2 separate regions of the Arachis hypogaea genome follow, and region 2 is linked to region 1. Evidence: chromatin contacts called from public Hi-C data. All regions are on one chromosome and are shown on one strand. The core of a region is the stretch at or near the end of the contact, and the rest is flanking DNA. Distances in the headings are between cores, read along the strand shown. Region 1 has its middle 22 kb from the start of LOC112755707. Region 2 holds the start of LOC112755717 (nuclear transcription factor Y subunit B-8-like).

Evidence for each region. Hi-C and Micro-C count contacts between places; a contact is called where the count stands out from the background.
Region 2: a contact with region 1 is called in a Hi-C map of an unstated tissue, with 4 times the contacts expected there. The contact joins the promoter of LOC112755717 here to the enhancer-like site in region 1. A contact is called at or near these places in 3 of 8 Hi-C or Micro-C datasets (leaf and an unstated tissue).

The regions. Positions count from the first base shown.
Region 1 is chr2:98,908,117-98,912,114 of arahy.Tifrunner.gnm2.J5K5, forward strand. No RefSeq gene overlaps it. Among protein-coding and RNA genes, the nearest start is that of LOC112755707, 22 kb to the left of the region's middle. Within about 2 kb of position 1,320, at least 3 of the 3 cell types and tissues checked have open chromatin away from gene starts, as enhancers often do.
Region 2 is chr2:98,955,525-98,960,048 of arahy.Tifrunner.gnm2.J5K5, forward strand. LOC112755717 (nuclear transcription factor Y subunit B-8-like) reads left to right here and starts at 2,845. Exons shown (of 3, transcript XR_003179068.2): 1 at 2,845-3,298.

The DNA.
Region 1 (3,998 bases), core at 70-2,569:
TTCGTGAGAAAAATAGAATCTGTAGTAATAATAGTGTGTGAGTGAATGTATATTGTGTAGTGTTAAAAAAAAAAAAAGAATATTTTCTTTAAGTAACGATGTTCTTCTACCACTAATATAACTGATTTTGGCTAATGAAATAATTTTTTAATATACAAATATATAAGAATTGAGTTTTGGTATATTGAACATATTTTCTTTGATAATCATTTGGTGCTTATTAATCTAATAGTATATAAACAAGAATAAGTATAAGCTTTGCTGCAATGTTATTTAATTTCAGAATGTTTAAAGTTGTATCGAACTATTGATCGAAAGAAAATAAAATAAAAACAATTCCTTCAAATACTTTGAAGTCACACAACGACGTCCACCAAATAAAAGTCAATTTTCATGATCTGGTCCATCCAACTAGGACACAGGAAAAAATTAAAATAAAATCCGCTGCACCACAAAAAATAGATTTCAATTCACAAAGTCATAGTTTCATTCTTTAATTCCTTCTAGTAAAAATAGTTACTTAATAATATCATGGGTATATTAAAGATTGACTAATAAGTTGTTAAGTGTTAACAACCCAAAAAAGGTTGACCATCCCCGTGTAAAAGGTTGACTGCAAGACAAACAATTAACTTACTAATGCTATTTAGGTCTGTATTTTCCTTCCTAATTAAGTTTTAATCATATAAAAATGTTAAGCATAAACTCTCATTAGATAATTAAGTTTTATTCATATAAAAATTTGGAATAATCATTTTTAAAAGAATTTGACAAATTAAAAAAAACCTAAGTAATTGTTTTCATATCCATTTTTATTAAAAAATAAATATAAAAACAATCTAGCACATTTAATAAGGTTTTGATGAAAAACAATTATACTATTATAATGATTAGTTTAACAAACTCATATATACAGTCAATTAAAAATACTAAAAGATTCCACACCATATTTAATTATATAAAAATAAATAAACTAAATAATAGAGAGTTGTGGGGTTTTTTTTTTTCGGTGTGGTGGGTTAGAAATGATAACTTCATTAAAGAATAAGCCCAACTTATTTATCCACTTATCATTTTTTCAAAGGGACCCAAATAGCGTTACAATATTGGGCCTCACAATTTGAGACGTAGGCATTTCTATACACATTTGAAAGTTCCAAAAACTCATGTCCAAAAACTAATGGGCATCTTAGACCCAAAATACCAAAATAAATTACACTCTAATACCAAAAAAAAAATTACACTTAGGTTGATCATAAAAAGAAAATACCCTAAGGATGTGTTTGGTTAGGATATCTTTGTATTTCTTCTGGGCTTTATGCACCTTCTAATACAAAAAAATAAAAAATAGTTATATATCCTTTCCCAACAGTAAGGCAAATGGAGAGGGGCTGTCTGCTTTTTGTAATGAACTAAAAGGTCTTAGGAGACCTTCACTATTAAAAGCTAGTTATTATTATTGCAGAGCTCAAATTTTTAAAAGGTTCTTTTTCTTGAACTCTTGAAATGGCGGTTGAGAGATATTTATAAATGACTCCAATGTTAAAGTCAACATGTATTTTAGCAGACTGTAGTTCAAAAGAAAAAAGGATCCAAATTACATGAGTTAGTATGATATTTATAGTAGAGGGCTTTGCTGCAAGTCGTATAGCGGTTACTCTCTTTTACTATCTGGGCGATTTAACATCGTACACTATAACAAAATTATTTTTAGTGATAATTTTTTTGTGATAATAATATAATGATCATTATATTTTTTATTTAATTTATATTTTTATGGGTAAAGTATACTTTTTCTCCCTGAAGTTTGGCAAAAGTTTCAAAAATACCCTTAAGTTTTATTTTGTTTCAATTTTGTCCCAAAAGTTTTCGATTTGCATCAAATATACCCCCGACGGTTAAATTTTCAAAAAAATTAAGACCAATCTAATAATAATGCATGAAAATGATGCTTGATTTGCTTGTGTTGAGGGTTGTTCTTATGAAATTGTTGTTGAATTGGTCTTAAATTTTTTGAAAAATTAGCTGCTAAGGGTATATTTGATGCAAATCGAAAACTTCTAGGACAAAATTGAAACAAAATAAAACTTAGGGGTATTTTTGAAACTTTTGTCAAACTTCAGGGACAAAAAATATACTTTACCCTATTTTTATAATAATTAAAGAAGTTTTTATTTATAATGGTATAATTTTTATTAAAACTTTTTAACGATAAAATATAAGAGTTAATATTTAATTATCAATAAATATATTAATAGTTAATTTTATTATCACTAATGAGCTAATTACTGCGGACTAATGAGCTAATCACTAGACAAATCCAACTTGATTAAAAGTGATTTTTTCTAGTACCCATACAAATACTCTTCCAACTTTTCATGCATGCGCAAGATCCGGAATGTCGGTTTTTGGGCATGCTCTTCAAGTCAAGTTGAAGATCGAGTTGTTTTTTTTTTTTTTGGTCTTGAGTTGAAGATCGACTTTAAAGGATTCAATATGGATCAAATGTGTGTAGGCGACCCGCTTCGCCCTTTGAACCAGGCCAACTTGGATTGTTGTTGAGCCGTTTTATATTGGAGTCTTTTTGAGACATTTTATGTATTTGGAATTTCTTAATTATTGGGCTCATGCACTAACAATAAAGTATATACTCATTTTCGTCTTCAAAAAATTTTAGATTAGATACTTTAGTCTCCAACTAAAATTAATTATTCGATTGGTTCTTAACAATTAATTCTATCAGTCACTTAGGTCCTTTACACCGTTAACTCTAACGAAGCATAAAATAGTTAATGACAACTCTAACAGAGGACAAAATGGTCCCTAACAACTCTAACAAGGGATAAAATGATTCCTGACCCCTTTATTCGAAAACGACACTGTTCTTCCCCAATTTTTATCATATCTCGCATAACCCTAACATTCATACTCTCCTTCACCTTCACAGCTTTCTTTTCCATCTTTTTCTTCCTCCTTTTTAACTCCAAGATTAAGCCATGATGTAAATGTCACACGTGTCACATCTATCTCAATATGTCATAGACCACACACTTCCTAAATCTTTGTGATTGGTACATCCACCTCCTTTGCACTTCACCCACCAAAAGCATCCACTTCCACGTTTCGATAACATCACCTCTAACCCCGACACGCCCACGACATCCTCAAGACCAAGTTCTACAACTACTCCAAGGGCATGCCTTTCTCCACTCTCCGACAAGCAATATAGATTGTTGGACATTAGGTCATCATGAGAAGATTCTCCTTCGACATCAGATGTAAATTCTCATTTGAAATAGACATCGAGTGCTTCATTCCTTCTTTTCCAGAGTCCAAATTGGCATACAGTTTCGACCTCGCATCCAAGCTATCAGTACAATGAGTAATATCGCTATTACCGCTCATATGAAAATTGAAGTGATTACTGAGCATTGGTTAGGAGAAGAAGTTGAAAGAAGCAATCGGAGTGGTGGACAATGTGGTCATGGAGATGATAGGGCAGAGGAGGAGGGAGATGGTAACGACAACGACGGGTCTTAACAAATCAGACTTGCTGTCTAGATTTATGGGATCCATCGAAAACGATAACTTTTTGAAAGACATAGGCCTTAGTTTCCTGAATATGAATTGGTTGATAACAAGTTGAGGATTTTTTTTCTTGTGAACATTAAATTTATAGAGTGTGCATTGTGTAGTTTGAAGTTACAGTGTTAGACTACTAGTGTTATGCGAGATATGATGGAAATTGGGAGAGAACAGTGTCGTTTTAGAACAGAAGAGATCAATGACCATTTTGTCCCCTGTTAGAGTTGTCAGGAACTATTTTATTCTCCATTAGAGTTAACATTGTAAAGGACTTAAGTGACTGACGGAATTAATTGTTAGGGACCAATTGAGTAATTAATTTTAGTTGAGGATTAAAGTGTCCAGTCTAAAATTTTGTTAGGACCAAAATGGGTATAAACTCACGAACAATATATATCATAAGAGGATAAAGA
Region 2 (4,524 bases), core at 1,595-4,094, 49 kb after region 1:
TTTTAACGTCATCCCACAATTACTTTAACTCATCAACTAAGAGCTCCAAATAAACATCTATATTAGCTAAAAATAATCATAAATAGAATAATCAAAGATTATATTATATGTATATTAAAATTATTAATTAAAATTAATTATTAGTATAAAATACATATTAAAATATAAATATATATTAAAAATAATTTAAATTATATATATATATTAATAATTAATTTAATAATTAATTTTAATTTACGAATAATATTTTCTATTAATTAATTTAAGATTGTAATCTGTTCTTTTTAGGTCATAGTTTGGTAACACATGTACACATGTGCAACAATACTAGCAACGTGTGCACTATATTATCCACAAGCTCAAATAAATTAATTATTTACATATTTTATTATATATTTACTGTACTTCGAAATTATGGACAGCATTAATCGAAAGAAATTAATTATAATTATTCACACATACATTAGCAACAAAAGGAAAGTGTAGAGGTGGAGATTGGGGACCACTATCTCCATAATTGATAATTTATATGAATATATACACTTTGAGTCAAAATTTTCTTTAAGCTAAGGATCTTGGGAAGTTAATTATAATTGGCCCACGAACCCTATGATCCTTTATACGGTTATATCGAAACCTAACTCAACAACAAAGGAAATTGCCTGCCACTGTGTCCCCCTTTTCATAATTTGCCATGTCATCAATATATATCAAATTGTATTGGCTCATAGATACGTATATAATCTAGCAATTCATACTTAAATAGATACGTATATAAGTTCCAATTTTACATAGTTAGTTTCAAATACAATAATTCATTTTCAGTTTAATTTATTTTCAATTCAATTCATTTTAATTAATTATAGATGAAATAAATCAAATTTAAAATTATTTTGTTCAAAACATACTCGCCCTAAGATATTATGTGTGTGTTATCTTTATATAAAAAAATTATAATTTTTCTAACATTCTAATTAATTTAGTTTTGAACTAATCTATTTTTGAATAGAGGAATAGTTCGATGAAAGTGAAATTCTTCTCTGAGATAAGTAATGTTTTACATATAGTTGTTTTGAAACAAAAGAGAAAGAGACATTTTGGAGGAAGAAAAACATATATGTTAAAGTCCCGTATGGTTTAGAGATAAAGTTTAGATAGTTTTTAACGAGGGTTTTAGAATTGAAAAAATTATCAAAAATATCCATAAAATTTATTAATGTTGACAAAAGTACTTATAAATTAAGGAAATTAACGTTGTACTCATAAAATATAGATTACGTATGATAAAAATATTCAAATCTTAATTTTTTGTTGATATTTTAATAATAAAATTTTTAAACTACCCCACCCTCAGACTTAATCACTTTTTCAACCTTCTATAACTCAACCTGCACTTTTAAAACTCTTGCCATAGAGTCCAAAACTATTACTACAACAGACCAATTCGAAATCAATGGTGGTGATGGTGGTAGAGGATCGGATCTCAACAGGTTCAGTTATAAGTTTACAATCCATATCCAAACCAACTTAATCAAACATAAAAATTTTTAAATTCATTCATCCAATTTCAATTCACTTTAGCAAAATCAGAAGTAGAAACAGTCATCAACCATCAAAAATCAACAAAACCATTCATCCAATTTGAAATTTATTTCAGCAAAAATCAAAAACAAAATTAGCCATCAATCGGATTTTCTGTAAATCAATCTCAGCTTTCATAAAAAAGATAAGCAAATTTAAAAAAAAAATTAAAAAGTATATTTTTAGTAGCTAGTAACTAAATCAATATTGGAAAAGAAGAAAAATAAAATAAAAAATATTTTTAAAAAAATATTTTTTTTGGCTATAACATCGTCGATAGCAGAACTTCCATCCACAGTGCCGCCTTCTTTTCTTCTCCAATTTCTCTTTACCGAGCTCTCTTTCTGCATGCAGCAGCACCACGACCCCGCCCTTTCTCTTCTCAGGCGTGTGACGATGGTGTTCTCCTCAGCTGGGTCAGGCGCGCCACGATAACGTTCTCCTCAGCTAGGACGGCCACGCCACGGTAACGTTCTCCTCAGGTTGGGTCACAGGCGTGCGACAAAGGTATTGTAGTTAACTTAAGAGTGAGAGAAAGGGAGATTGGCGGTGACGGAGAAGGTGGGTGGCGGACAGCAATAAAGAAGTAGGAGGAGAGTTTTGTGATTCTGTGAAGATTTTTGAGAGAGGGAGGAGTGAGGAGAGAGAAAGAGTGAGAAGAGAGGGAGTGACGATAGGATGGGGTTAGGGTAGAGTAGTTTAACAATTTATTAAAAAATTAATAAAAAATTAAGATTTGGATACTTTTGTCGTACAGAACTCATTTTTTCATGAATACATCATTAATTTTCTTAGTTTATAAGTACTTTTGTCAGTGTTTATAAACTTCTTACATACTTTTGGTATTTTTTCTTTAGAATTTAATTAGATTAATGATTCAGCTTTAATTTGTCTCGTAAAATTTTTTTTTTAATTTGTCTTTATCTCTCGGAGGGTAGAACAATTTTTTTTAATATTATCATATAATATTATCGATCTTTAACATTATTTAATATGCTTCTATATCATTTTATTTTTATATTTATGTTATATCTCAACCATATATACCAATAACAAATATTGTTTAACTACTAATGTCAAACTATTATTTGAACCAAAGTATTGGGAGAGAATATTTTATACCCTATAAAATAATGCTGATTATACACATACACACACTTATTGAAAACTTTGCATAAGCATATGAAAGGCTCCAACTTCAATTATATATAGCTATATATATGCATACAAATTGAGTACTTGACAACCACTTAGAGCAACGTGTCTGTGTTTGAGAGGACTAAACTAAACTAAACCCCTCACACACATCTTTTAGGAAAAAAAAAAAAAGAAAAAAAATGAGTGATAACATAGTCTCATCAACACAAACCTTTAATATTAAGTACAACAATACTATCACATTTTCTTCAAGTGGAATCTCTTCTTCTTCTTCTCATCATCATAATCATCAAGATTATGGGGTTATCAAAGAGCAAGATCGGTTGCTTCCAATTGCAAATGTTGGGAGAATCATGAAGCAAATCCTTCCAACAAATGCAAAGATCTCAAAGGAAGCAAAGGAGACTATGCAAGAGTGTGTTTCTGAGTTCATAAGCTTTGTGACCGGTGAAGCTTCTGACAAGTGTCACAAGGAGAAGCGCAAGACCGTTAATGGTGATGATATTTGTTGGGCCTTGGCTACTCTAGGGTTTGATGATTATGCTGAGCCACTCAAAAGGTACTTGCATAAGTTTAGGGAATTGGAATGTGAAAAAGCTAATAATCAAAATCATAATAAGGTTATTAATACTACTAATAGAAATAATAATAATCTTATTGAAAAATATAATAGTTATGGGGGTGATGATGATGAAGACTAGAATAATAACCAAGAAAAGAAAACACTACTCCATATCTAGGACTAAAGAGAAAGGGTATCTATTTGTCACTACTCCAAGCTAAGCTTCTTGTTCTTTTTCTTACTTCATCTACTTCTCTAATTTTAATTTCTAGTAGTTTAATCTCTTTCTAACTTGTTTAATTTCATATATCATTAATCTATTAGGTGCTATATGGTGTTGTTAATGTGAGATCATGAACAATATTATGTATATTTATAAGCATGTATGAATTTCAGATCTTTTAATTTGTTAAGGGTTTGAAATATTTATTGAGTTTGATGATGGTATAGCTTGGGAATTAGATGATGAACTTAGTTGTTGAATTTTGGACTATCACAATAATAAAAAGGATGATGATTTAATATGTTTTTTTATTTCCTGTATTTTTTGGTTCATATATATTTGTGTGTCTACTACAGTAGTTTTAATTTCTGTTGTTGATGATGATATAGATCAAAATTTTTTAATTATCAATTCCTTCCAGATTTGCTTTTTGCCCTAATTTAGTAGTGGTGTACGGAAATATTACATTAAATAATCTTTCATCCATCTATCTGTAAATGAATATCATAGTTATCTTTAATTTCTTTGATATGATGTACTTTCTAATGAGTTGGTTTAGTTTTTTTGCTTCTTTGAATTTTAACCTTTTAATTTTTAATTTTAACACAGAAAGGAGGTCTAATTTGTCTAACATGTTAAATAAACAAATTAGATTAAGATTAAAAAAAAAGCTAAAAAAAATCACATTACAAGTTCTGTACGGAAAGGACATATGGCACATACTATAGACTTATTATTATTATTATTATTATTATTATTATTATTATTATTATTATTATTATTATTATTATAGTAATAAATATTTTGTTTGGACTATTTAAAACAGGATTTTAAAGTCTGTTCTAAAATATATATAATTCTTTGGTCTTATTTATTTTTGGAAAAGGGGGGGGGGGGGGGGGGATACGTACTTAGAAGTCTTTTAACCTAACTGGAAGTAATATTTTCACTTCGGTTTATAAATCATATTGTTAAATTGGCCTCTAAATAAGCATAGCTA